Linked DNA regions of Mus musculus: region 1 is linked to region 2. The links are chromatin contacts, called in public Micro-C maps. All regions are on one chromosome and are shown on one strand. The core of a region is the stretch at or near the end of the contact, and the rest is flanking DNA. Distances in the headings are between cores, read along the strand shown. Region 1 overlaps Cox10 (heme A:farnesyltransferase cytochrome c oxidase assembly factor 10). Region 2 holds the start of Hs3st3b1 (heparan sulfate (glucosamine) 3-O-sulfotransferase 3B1).

Evidence for each region. A called contact is a pair of places that touch in the nucleus more often than the background predicts.
Region 1: a Micro-C map of embryonic stem cells shows a contact between it and region 2, with 1.8 times the contacts expected there. The contact joins the enhancer-like site here to the promoter of Hs3st3b1 in region 2. A contact is called at or near these places in 8 of 39 promoter capture datasets (the 3T3-L1 cell line, the HPC-7 cell line, frontonasal cranial neural crest and 4 more), 12 of 484 Hi-C or Micro-C datasets (CD4 T cells, CD8 T cells, CD8 central memory T cells and 5 more), 2 of 115 datasets of contacts at active chromatin or transcription factors (CD4 single positive thymocytes and embryonic stem cells) and 1 of 9 other capture datasets (adipose tissue).

What each region holds. Positions count from the first base shown.
Region 1 is chr11:63,999,002-64,004,797 of GRCm38.p6, reverse strand. All of the region lies in intron 4 of Cox10 (heme A:farnesyltransferase cytochrome c oxidase assembly factor 10), which reads left to right. Among named protein-coding and RNA genes, the nearest start is that of Gm51866, 31 kb to the left of the region's middle. Within about 2 kb of position 4,452, at least 27 of the 459 cell types and tissues checked have an H3K27ac peak or open chromatin away from gene starts, as enhancers often do. A contact at or near this core is called in adipose tissue, embryonic stem cells and stem cell-derived epiblast-like cells, where this site is marked.
Region 2 is chr11:63,920,856-63,926,448 of GRCm38.p6, reverse strand. It overlaps Hs3st3b1 (heparan sulfate (glucosamine) 3-O-sulfotransferase 3B1), which reads left to right and starts at 4,165. Exons shown (of 2, transcript NM_018805.2): 1 at 4,165-5,115. The coding sequence starts at 4,562.

The DNA of each region.
Region 1 (5,796 bases), core at 3,203-5,702, 78 kb before region 2:
ACCTAGAATTCAGAGATACACCTTCTTCTTGAGTGCTGGGATCAAAGGCTGCGCCACCGCTGTTGGTCCTGATTTCAAACTTTGTCCTTATCATGGCTTCATCTTTCTTAGCAACACCTAATATCTTGTATTTATTCACATACCAGGAAAAAAATTTTTTTTTCTCCATTTTCTGTTAGCAGGAGACTTGGAGATATTTAGTGTTGATTCCGATTTCCCCTGCATGGGTTGGTTGGCCATGTTGCTGTCCTCAGGCCCCATGGTGAGGTGGGAAATATATGTGGTGTTCTCTAGAACAGCAGTACTCAATAAGTGATTTTCTGTGGCTTCTGAGAGAAAAGCCTATAAAAGGCTTAAATTCTGAGGGTTCTGGGCAGTTACCCAGCATTCCTACCCATCCTGCATGACAAACGGCTTACCCTTCGGTAGGAATTTCCAGCCTTCCCACATCTTTCAGTAGGAACTGCTACCCACTTCTCACACATGGGCGGTCTACTTGTACACATACTCAGCTTACCAGCTACAGTGAGGGCAGTTTCAGTCAGCAGAGTGAAAGTGGAACAGGGAGAATACAGGGCACAGGACAGTTGTTAAAACCTGGTAGGAATATCCCCATCAGTGACCGCCTTCTGCCACCCACATGTGCAGAAATAGCTTCGTACTTTTCTCATTTAATGTGAGTGTTATTCTGTTGTTATTTATTATTTCAAGGGAATGTTTCTTGCTTCTGCTTGCTATATTATAGTTTTGTATTAAGATTCACAAGAAAACACATTTTGTAGTATTGATGTTTTGTGGAGGTTGAAATGTGCTGTGATTGCCCCAAGACAGCATCTCAAGGGCATGAAGAATACAATGTCTCATAATAACCAGGTCATTTCCCTCTATAGGTTCATGGGGTCTAAAGTTTAAAGATACACTGTAATGTTTGGGGCAGTTCATAGAAAGCAAATATAACTACCATTTTAAAGGTCAGTGTGTGTAGCACTGTGTTTGCTGATAAGAAAGGCTTGCATTCTTCCCTCCTTCTGCCCCTCCCCTTCCTCCTTCTGCCCCTCCTCTTCTGCTGCCTGGAATAATCTCTCACAGATGATTAGACAACAGGTGCCAGGAGAGCGAGGCATACTGGCTTTGTGCCACATGTGCACAGTGGAGATCCAGTGTCACCCCAGGTTTTGGTGTATCGCTGTGTCCTTTCACGGGAAGGGATAACCCAGTTGAAATACATACTGCAGCTCCTGAGGGATTAAGTGTTTCCTTTGCTTTATAGTACAGAATTTTACAGTGTCTTTGTTTGGGAGTTCTCAGATTGCTTAATGATTTCTCTAACCCCCACCCCCACCCACTGTGACCAGATGTGTATTACAGCAGCGTTCGACCCTGTGCAGGTTGGCGCATTTCATTGCACAGCTTGTGATATAGCTTTCCTTTATTTATCAATGACATTTAAATCTTTTGCATTTTAGAGAGCCAATTGAGAGTCAAGATGTTGTTCTGTTGTTTAATCTTCAATCTTGTATTCTTTAATATTGTTGCATTCCATAAGATGCCTCTATAGCGTTTCAGTTGTAGATAGAGAGCTCTACAAGGATTTTATTTATTAACCAGATTTATGTCTATAGTGAGCCACAACTGTAGTAGTACTAATTGGTCATTTTCCCAGTCTTTTAAAGTTGAGGGGTTTTGTTTGGTTTTGCAGGATCTGCTGATGCCAGTAACTTTGGGTGCATTTATTTACTTTTCAGAACAGCTTTTAGAACTCACTATTTTAAGAATAGATTCTGAGGGAATTCTAGCCTTTGGCAGCTGTTTGAATGAGATTCCTTAGAGCCTTCTTAGAGGTTTTAGAAGACTCCACTCACTCTGGACTCCACATTGAGGAAGCATGGACGTTGAAAACTCAACTCATCCTCTCACTCTCCAGTTCACCTTGTGTTGAAGTAGATAATGCTCTTGGAAGGGGTGTGGAGCTAAGAGGAAGGGTTGCCTGGGGAGCGCTGGGCTTGTTCAGATGTCCAGGAGAGGAATCCATCACTGAGAGATACAAGCTGAATCTGCTGAGAGGAGCACTGGAGCACTGAGTTTCCTGGAAGCTAGGAGACAGGAGTTCCAGCTCCTGCAGGACACCAGCCAAGCATTAGGGGAAGAGGCTACTCTTGGTGCCTGGTTGGGAGTAGGAAAAGGAGTTTGTGTCCTGTTAGAGGGAGCCGGTGCTCGGTAACAGAGTTAGTTACCAACATTGAAGGTGGAGGAAGGAGAAAAGCAACAGTTGCTTGAGAATGGCCTGAGGCTGGGGCACTGGAGCTGAATGGCGGGGTAGTGGGGTTGGTGGTGAGGAGTGGTGAGGACCTAGTGGGCCTTGGCAAGCATGTTCTGAGAACGGTGATACCTCACCCGGCAGCATTTACAGTACAGTGCTTCTGTACAGGCATGGCTCCAAACATGGACTCTAGAGGAGCCTAGTCAGCCCTGACGTGAGTTAGCAGGGCCCCACAGGGGCAGCATGACGTGTACACTGCTGAAAGCCTGCCTCCGAAGAACTGGCGCATTGCTTAGAAAGGGCCGTATAGAGAGGGGTAGACAGCAGAAGAGTCCAGGAGCATGGACGGCTAGGAGAGCTTTGCTCGCCAAGTTGGAATGTTCACGTCATTCCCTGGGTGCTGCTGCCCATGCTTTATTCTGGAAAAGAACATGGCCAGCTTAGCTCCTAGAAAGATCACTGACTGCTGTATACAAAGTGAAAGGAAGGAGGTCAGCAGGTCGAGGGAGATGGTAGAAAAGTAGCTAGTGACTAGGAGGGCTGAGCCCATGGAGTATTCTGGTTATGTGATAGTGACTGTGTGTGACCTATTTGAGATTAGCATTTTGTCTTCCGATGTGACTCTGTGGGAAGAACAGATTATGATTGGTTAGGGTTCCCTTAATACTGGTTTTGTTTGGATGAGTTTAGTAATTATTTTATTCAGTTAACTTAGAGAGTGGCTATCTAGGTGTTGTATCAGTTTGGTCATGCAGTCAGGGTAGGCTCTAACAGGCCATCTCCCTGATTTCTTCTTCAAGGCTGTAGTTAAAGGTGTGTACCAGAGACACACCTGGCTTGGCCTTACTTTTGGTTTTTCCCTAACTAGAAAATGCATGGTCTTTATAGACACTGAAAAATCGGGAAGATAAGAATAATAAATCACCCTCCCTCACTACTCAGAGCAGGTATTATAAATATTTCATTTTCCTTCCATCTTTTGTGAGAAAGCAGTGTTTACAAATTGAGATTCCCCTGGCAGGAACAGAAGGTCACTTTACGGTAGAGGCTCTGGGAGCTAGGCAGGGCTGGGGTTTCTTTTACTCTAGGATGCAGCACTTGACTTTAATAAGGACTAGGTTACTAATGTTTTGAGCCTTTTTTATTTTTTTCTTTTGAGGACAAAGCCTTCATGAGAGGTGGCCTGTGTGACCTCTTCAAAGAACATTGCCCAGTCTCCATATGCATGAAAACCACTTTTGATGGATGCCAGACTGCCTGCATTTGCTATTTCACATGCCTCATGGGGAAAAAAAAATCTCAATGAGAATGAGTCGTAGTTTGTTTATTGGAGGTAGACCAGTAGGACATGGGTAACAAGGGAAAAGTGACAGCTGCCTGGGCATCTTAACTGATTTGTAAGAAGAAATGATATGTGGGTCCTGCTAGAGCCCCTCTCTGAGCTTTTTATTTTTTTTAAATATCCCTTTTAATCTGGTTGGAGATTGATGGAGATACTATCGAGCTGTTAGGAGCTGTGAGCTGGACGGGAATGACAAACACACACTGACAGCTTTCCAGGGGATGGATGGAGCAACAAGCCCTGAACTGCAGGGTGTGTCTTTCTGCGGGGCCTTTGGAGGAATGTTGCTCTCACACTGTGGGGGAGGGGGGCGGGGGGGGGGCGGGGAGAAGGGGGTGGAGAAAGGATATATCTTGTTACCTAGTTGGATATTTTCCCTAACACAACTTATAGTCATTGTAAGTGGCATTGAGGTACCCATCTGCCTAGCACCTTCATAGTTTCTTCTGAGCGTGGACTTTTTCTTCAATGTATAGAAATTAGCACTTGCAGTTTGAGTTGGAGCAGTGTGTCACAATGTCCCCACCAGCACCTCCCTCCCTGTGCTTTCAGGACAGTCCCAGGGCCTGTTGATTCTGAACATTTCTCTCAAGACTAGCAGGGACTCAGCTTCCTGCATGAGATACTGGGTTAGGAGGCAGGGAACACTGGAGCCAACTGCCTGCTTCCTGGAGCGAGTGTATATGCAGGAATAGACAAAGCAGACCCAAGACCCAGAAGGAGCCAGAGCAGTGATGGCTGAGGTCATGTGAAGGTGACTCTGCAAGTGGTACAAGGTGTAAGAGCTCGCAAGGCCCTGTCCTCTGGGCTAGGCTGACTTTTGTTTCCAATGCTCCTCACTCTAGGAGTGTAAACACACAGCTGATCTTGGAGTTGCTGGAGGGCAGGGAGCCTGTAGCTGAGGGTGTGACAAGGCTGTGAGCCCGAGGAAGGAAGCAAAAGTTCAAAATGAAAAATGGCCAAACGATTGGTGGATTTTTACAAAAACAGACTGAGAGGAAAAGCTCTTTTGAAATTTTAACCTAGACAAAAAATATATTGTTTGCTGAGGGGGAAAATGAGGTATTCATTGCTCCAGTGTTTGGAAATTCTCCTTCCTTGTGCTCCCAGGACAGTGCAGTACCTGTGAAGCTTTCAACTGAACTGAAGAAGGAAAGGTGAAGGCCTTCCGGATCACTGCTCCCTAGCATTGGTCTCGCCTCCCTTTTTATTTCCTCTGCGTGTTATTCTGTGGCCATCGTCAGTAAAAGAAGCTGGTCACATTTCCCTGCTGCCTTGTACTGTCCCAGGGAAGGAGTCTCAGCTGGCCCAGTTTAGATGAGATAGGTTCTTAGGGGACCGTAGAAGTGAAGTGGGGTTACTGGTCCTGTGGCCACTCAAACCCTGAGCAGAACCTTCTGTTAGAAGAGCAGCTTAGGCCCAAGAGAGACCTGTGAGCTGTCCACCTCTCTCCAGCCTGTCGCTCTCAGTGTGCTCTGAACTCTCCTGGGTACAGTTAATTCATCCTCTTTGTTTTATTTTTTATTGCATGGCCCATAAATTTAATCCTCCAAGTCAGGAGTGTTTGGCTACAGGACGTGTCTGTGCTGAGTCAGCATGCTCTTCCTTGTACTCTGCTGCAGTTCAGCAGCCACTTCACAGCATTCACTTTGTCGTAGGTGAAGCAAGGAGCCTGGCGGTGACATACAGCGTGTGGAAGTGTGACAGTACTCTGCATGCCTTACTTCCCATTCCATTTATGGGACACAAATATCCGTAGCATCTTGAAACCAATCTTCCTTGAGTGTCAAGGAAACTGTACATTCTGAGGGTTCATATCATATTTGTCTTTTATATTCAACACATTGCAAGAATTCAAGTTGTGCTTCAGAAATAGTTAAAGCCATGAAAGCATAATATATATATATATATATATATATATATATATATATATATATATATATACACCACAGGGAAACATGAGTAGGCAACAAACGGCCGCTACATGTAAGGTCTGCAGTCTAACTGCTAACACGCATGAACTTTCTCTGAACATACTCTGCTCTGTGTTTTGGAAATGCGGTTTAAATATCTAAACCAGAGCAATGAGCTAACTGAAAGACACTCTATAAAATGCATGGGAAACAGAATCAAGCAGCAGGAACTCTGATCCCTTGGTGTGCGGAAGGGGTGCTGTACCGTCACTAAAATCAAC
Region 2 (5,593 bases), core at 2,916-5,415:
GATGGTGTGTGTGTGTTTATATGTGGGGAGGGTCTGCTTCTAAGAGGAAGGGCTGAAGACAAATCTATGGCCTGATCTTCTGCGGCTCAGGAGAGCGACTTGACTTTGACTTTGACCAGTCCCGCAGGCAGGCAGGTAGCAGGGAGGCAGATTATAGAAGCAGTGCAGATCTGCTGGAGCACAGGTCAGTGTCCACACGGGAAGAATCACTCCTTCCAACTGGGAGGCCTGACGAAAGTATAATCACAGAACTCTTTAATCAGCCGGAGAGTCCCAGCTGTGAAGGTCTTCCACCTGAGAAGACCTCCTGGTAGGGCCTGCTGACAACCAAGCTATAGCTAGAGGACATCCTGACAGAAACTGTGACTTCCAGAGCAGGGAAACATCCATCCTGAAAGGCTCAGGAAATTCCTGGGTTCTCTCACTTCCCATGCCTTGCCCAGGTCTCCAGGGTACAGGGTAGGGTGGGCGGGGAGGACCCCGGCCCAGGGTGCTGTTCATGGTGCAGGAAAACTACGGAATCAGCGCATCACTTAACCCTCACGTCATAAATTCAATCTGAGCATCACACTTTTTTTCCCCCCTTATGAAATGAGAACTCGCATCCCTAGCGAGGCTGGCAGCTGAGTCACTCAAAGACCCCAGACTTTATTTACTCAGAATCCAGGCTCAGCTCTCCGTGGGGGCTGATGTTGCCTCTCACAGTGGGACTTGGGGACTGAAGCTTTTCTAGCCTATTGGTCAGCCACTGCCTCCACCCCTACCCCCCACCGCCATCTCCAGGAATTCCTTACCCATCCTCCCCATCCTATGCTTAGCTTCTAGGCTGCGGCGCCTATAGCCTTTTGGGGAAACAGAGAGGACACTGGCGCCTGTGACGTCCAGGAGGCGCCAGCAGCCTTAGGTGCCGAATCTAAGCCAAAGTTGAAGCCTCTCCGCCCCGCTCTGCTGAAACCAGATTGCCGCAGCCAACAGTCCAGCAGTAGCGCAGGTCGGAGCGCTCCCTGGTGGGCGGGCAGGGTACCCGCGGCCGCGCTCACAGCCAGTCCCTCCAGATCCGGCTCGCAGCTGCTCAGTTCCAGGGGCGGCAGAGCTGGCAGCGGGCAATGCAGAGGGTTCCGGTGGCAGGAACTGGGGCTCTGGGCCACCGGTTCAGGCCGCCCAGGAAATGCCTTCTCTGCCGTTCCGCCGGGACAAGCGGGGGATGGGAGGGCGAAGCCATCAGAAAGGAGGCGGGTCAGGCGCAGCTGCTAGGATGGAAGCCGGAGAGCGTGTTCTGCTGGAATCTTAGCTCAGGCCATTCCTTTTTAGAAAGTTTGGAGTCACAACAGGTTGCTAGCTACAGGACCCAGGGAAAGAAGGCAAGGACCACCACTGCCTTGCAGATTAGACTGGGTACTCGCTCTCATTAGGTAACCATGAATAAACGAACCCAAATAAGACATAAACCTCAGGTGTGCTGAAGCTGAATTCTCCCCTTAACATATTTTCCAAAGAGTAAGCATTGTGGATAAGTTTATTGGAGGGCATTTTTTTTTCTTTTTCTGGTTCTGGTGGTAGCACTTGTTGGATACCCAGGAACGATAGATAAAGGTAGGGGGTTCCAGTCAGATTGGCATCAGCTCTGCCCAAGATCGAATCTCAGGCTTCGCATTTGGTGTGTAAGGCCAAGCAAGAAATGGCATCTGCTGAGGTCTGAACGAGGGAAGCTATGGCACAGGAGTAACTCCCAAGTCACTCCAGGATAGCTCCTGGGGAGTTTGAAGGCCAAAGGACCAAAGCGTGCAGTCGCAGCCTGCAACTTGCTCCGAACTGCAAATTCTGACCCCGCCCACCCGCTGACCTTGGACGGCCGAGGCCCTGGCTTGGGGCATAGAGAGAACTCCCCTATTGTTCTCCGCAACCGGACCTAGTAGGCCAGGCTGCGATTTAGCCCTTAGGCGCTCAGCTCAGCGCCACACTTTTGGCAATTTCCGACGCCCACGTCTTTGCTTCCACTCGTTGGCTTCCTCCCTCCACCCCCGGAAAAAGAGACTCCAAATATATCCGGTGGTCTCGATGTGTAATCGCTCACTTAATGGCCTTTGCTAACCCACAGGACAGGGACCATTTCTATTTACACGTAGTCAGGCCTTCAGGGAGCCACGTGGGAACTGCAATTCACCACTTTCAAATCAGCAACTTCCTTCCCATCTAAATAACGAGAACTTGAAAAGGCGCCGGTCGGAGACCCTGATCTTTCCTTCTCGAACTGAAAACAAAAAGCCGGACTAGTGCTCAGAGATGCATTTGTTCCTACATTGACTGATTAACTTTTTTTTTTTTTTAATGAGGACTATTAAATCACTTCGAAGAACCCACATCTCAGCGACGGCGGTGGGGAGGGGTGTGGAAACCCTAGAAATCCTAACAGCTGCAATAAAGGAGAAGAAAGAAAAGTGTCCTCCGACTAAATGATTTCCCTCTCAACCGTTTTGTAGGAAATTGTCTTGGGCTAGACACATAGGGATGTCAAAAGAGTATAGCAAGAGCGCAGAGGTCCGGTGGCGGCCGCTCTGTCATCTTTGGTCACCGCTATGGCTAGGATGCACTTCAAATCCGAGGTGCACAACTCAAACCTACTTTTTTAGCTTGGCTCTACCGTCCGGAAGCCGGACCGTGGAGGAGCAGCAAGAGCTCTGGGCACTTGGGGACATTAATTCCGGGAGGGAGACAGTATGCACTCTGATTACCCCCACACTGTCTCAAATAGTTGAGTAAAGGGAGAAAGGATAAGATCGGTTCCGCTTCGCCCGCCGGTGCCCACCGGGAAGTGCAAGGCGCCTGTGGCCGCAGAGTGAGTCACCTCCTGCGTCCCCGCGGCCTGCACGGGGGTCGGAAGGAATGAAAATTCTGTCCCGGAACCGCACGCAGCCTGGCGTTGGAGGCCTTTCGGTCTTGCGGAAAATGGATTCCAGGCACCGAAAGGCTCTCAAGCCGCCACTTGGGTGAACGTCCCCATCCCGACTTTCCTAACTCCGATCGCCAGCGCAGAAATTTGGCCAGGCATCAGCGCCCGAGCTTCCCTCACCAGAGCTGACAGTTTCTGAGAAGACCCCTTTCCGGGCCGCCCCCCTGGACAAAGGTGCGAAACAAGGAAGCCTCGGAGTGGATTTTCACCATTAAATAAGTGCTAGTCACTACTCCTGAATTTACCCCATATCAACATTCGACTTAAAAAAAAGTTATTGGGGGAAAACGCCTAGGATTCAGTACAGAGTCATAGGTCAGAAACCCAACCAATCTTCTAAGCAGGGGCGGATGCCGGCTTAATTGTTTGTTCAAGAGAAAGAAGTTAGAACATCTATCAAATTAATGATGCCAAGGAACAGATACCCATATAAAACTCCGACATGTGACTTTAAGTTTCAACTAGTGTCTTTAAACTAAACAACCTTCCTTCTCTCTGTTCACCCCCCAGGCCTTTTCAGGAGAGTTTGGAAAGAGTGAGATAGTGTTTACGTCTGTCCCTATTAAGCGCCAGGCACAGGGAGACCATTCTGGACAATATTGAGAGAGCGGGAAAGTTAGTGACTTCCGCCGAGGTTTTCCCTACTTAAACTTCCTAAATCAGGGTCTGTTGGAGGCCCTTCCCTGAGCCCCGATTATGAAACTGGGTTTGCGGGTGGGGCTGGAAACACGTCTGGTCGGCTTTCCCTCTTCCATCCCTGTCTCTTTTCTGCAGCTTTTACACTCAGGAGCCGGATGGCGGGACCCTTGGATGAGGACTGGCATCTTTGTCACATAGGCAACTATAGCCAAGACTGGCCTCAGAAGCGAGTGTGGAAAAGCGCGCGTGTATAAGAGAGCGCCACTCAACCGGGTGGGACCTCTTTCAGCGTTGGGTCACTCCAGCATCCTCACCATCTGCTCCTGTCACCAGCCGATGGCCTCGCCTCCCTGAACCCGCCCCTTGAATTCTGAAGCCAATAGCAACCCCATACTGCTCTACCCCCCTTCGCGAACCCTTTCCACACCCCCACGTTCCGAGAGACGATTGGCTGTTTCGACTTGGGTGAAGCTCCGGCATTTGCATGCTGCTCGCGCCTCCTGGTAGGTAGCGCAGCCCGTCACTCGGAAGGCCGGGACCGCCCACTCCACCTCAGTGCTGGGCTCTCTTCCTGCGCAGTTCTCCGCCGCAGCCTCAGCGGGCAAGCGCCGGGGCTGCTCTCAATCTCCTGGCTGCGAGGAGGCAGCCCCGGCGAGCTGTCGTGCGCCCCGTCCAGAGTTACTGAGTGCGGGGCACAGCGTAACTGACAGCGCGTCTGCTCACAGTTCCCGTCGCCTGGACTTAGCTTTCCAACCCCGGCTTCTCGTGGGCATCATGTCAAGAGCCGTCGCCGCTGCAACCGCCGCCGCCACCCGGGGAAGAGCCGCAGCCTCGGCAGCCGCGCGCGCAGGAGGGCAATAAACCGAATCACTCCGGGCTCAAAGTGGCAGGGGACCGTCGCGGTGCTCTCTGTTCCGGCGGGACTCCTGCCATGTGCTGAGCCATGCCCCTGGCCGCGCCCGCGGGCCGCGTATGGGGCAGCGCCTGAGCGGCGGCCGGTCCTGTCTCGATGTCCCGGGCCGGTTCCTGCCGCAGCCGCCGCCGCCCCCGCCGCCGGTGAGGAGGAAGCTCGCGCTGCTCTTCGCCATGCTTTGCATCTGGCTGTACATGTTTTTGTACTCGTGCGCCGGCTCCTGTACCGCCGCTCCCGGCCTGCTGCTCCTGGGCTCGGGGTCCCGCGCTACTCACGCTCAGCCAGCCCTGGTCACAGCTCCGAATGAGACATCCCCTAAGATGCCCTTCCGGGCACCTCCGGCCAATTCGCTGGCTGCAGGCAAGGATAAGACAGTAGGCGCTGGGAGCCAGGAGGAGCAGAGTCCAGAGGCGCCGGACTCCCCCAGTCCCATCTCCAGCTTCTTCAGCGGCGCTGGGAGCAAGCAGCTGCCGCAGGCCATCATCATCGGGGTGAAGAAGGGCGGCACGCGGGCATTGCTGGAGTTCCTGCGCGTGCACCCCGACGTGCGCGCCGTGGGCGCCGAGCCCCACTTTTTCGACCGCAGCTACCACAAGGGTCTTGCCTGGTACCGGTGAGTTTCCTCTCCAGGGGCCGCTGCGCCGGCCGTGATCCCGACCGTGAGCCCCCACCGGCCGTTGCGCGTCAGGTGGGGAGGGAAGCAGGGGTACAACTTCCGTCAATTTAGGGCGGGCGGGGACCAAAGTGCGACCGCACATTGCTGGTGGACAGTTGGGGAGAAATCAGATGCTCCGGAGTAGGCTGAGACAGCCACCTACAGAAACTTTTAGCTTGGCACCGTTGGCTGGTATGCTGCGCCCTAGAACCATTTAGGTGATCTCTCCACAAAGACACCCACCCGGCAGCTACTGGGAAAGCGCCGGAGGAACCGGTTACCTTTTGGCTGTGGCCGCATCCCACGCGAATAACTCGGAGTGGTTAGGATTTTGTCTCTCTTGCAGCCAGGGACGCGGGGAGGAGTGTTGTGCGCCTCTGGGTCACAGCCTTTAACGAGCACCAACTGCTAGAGTCGCTTCTGCTGCCCAGATGGG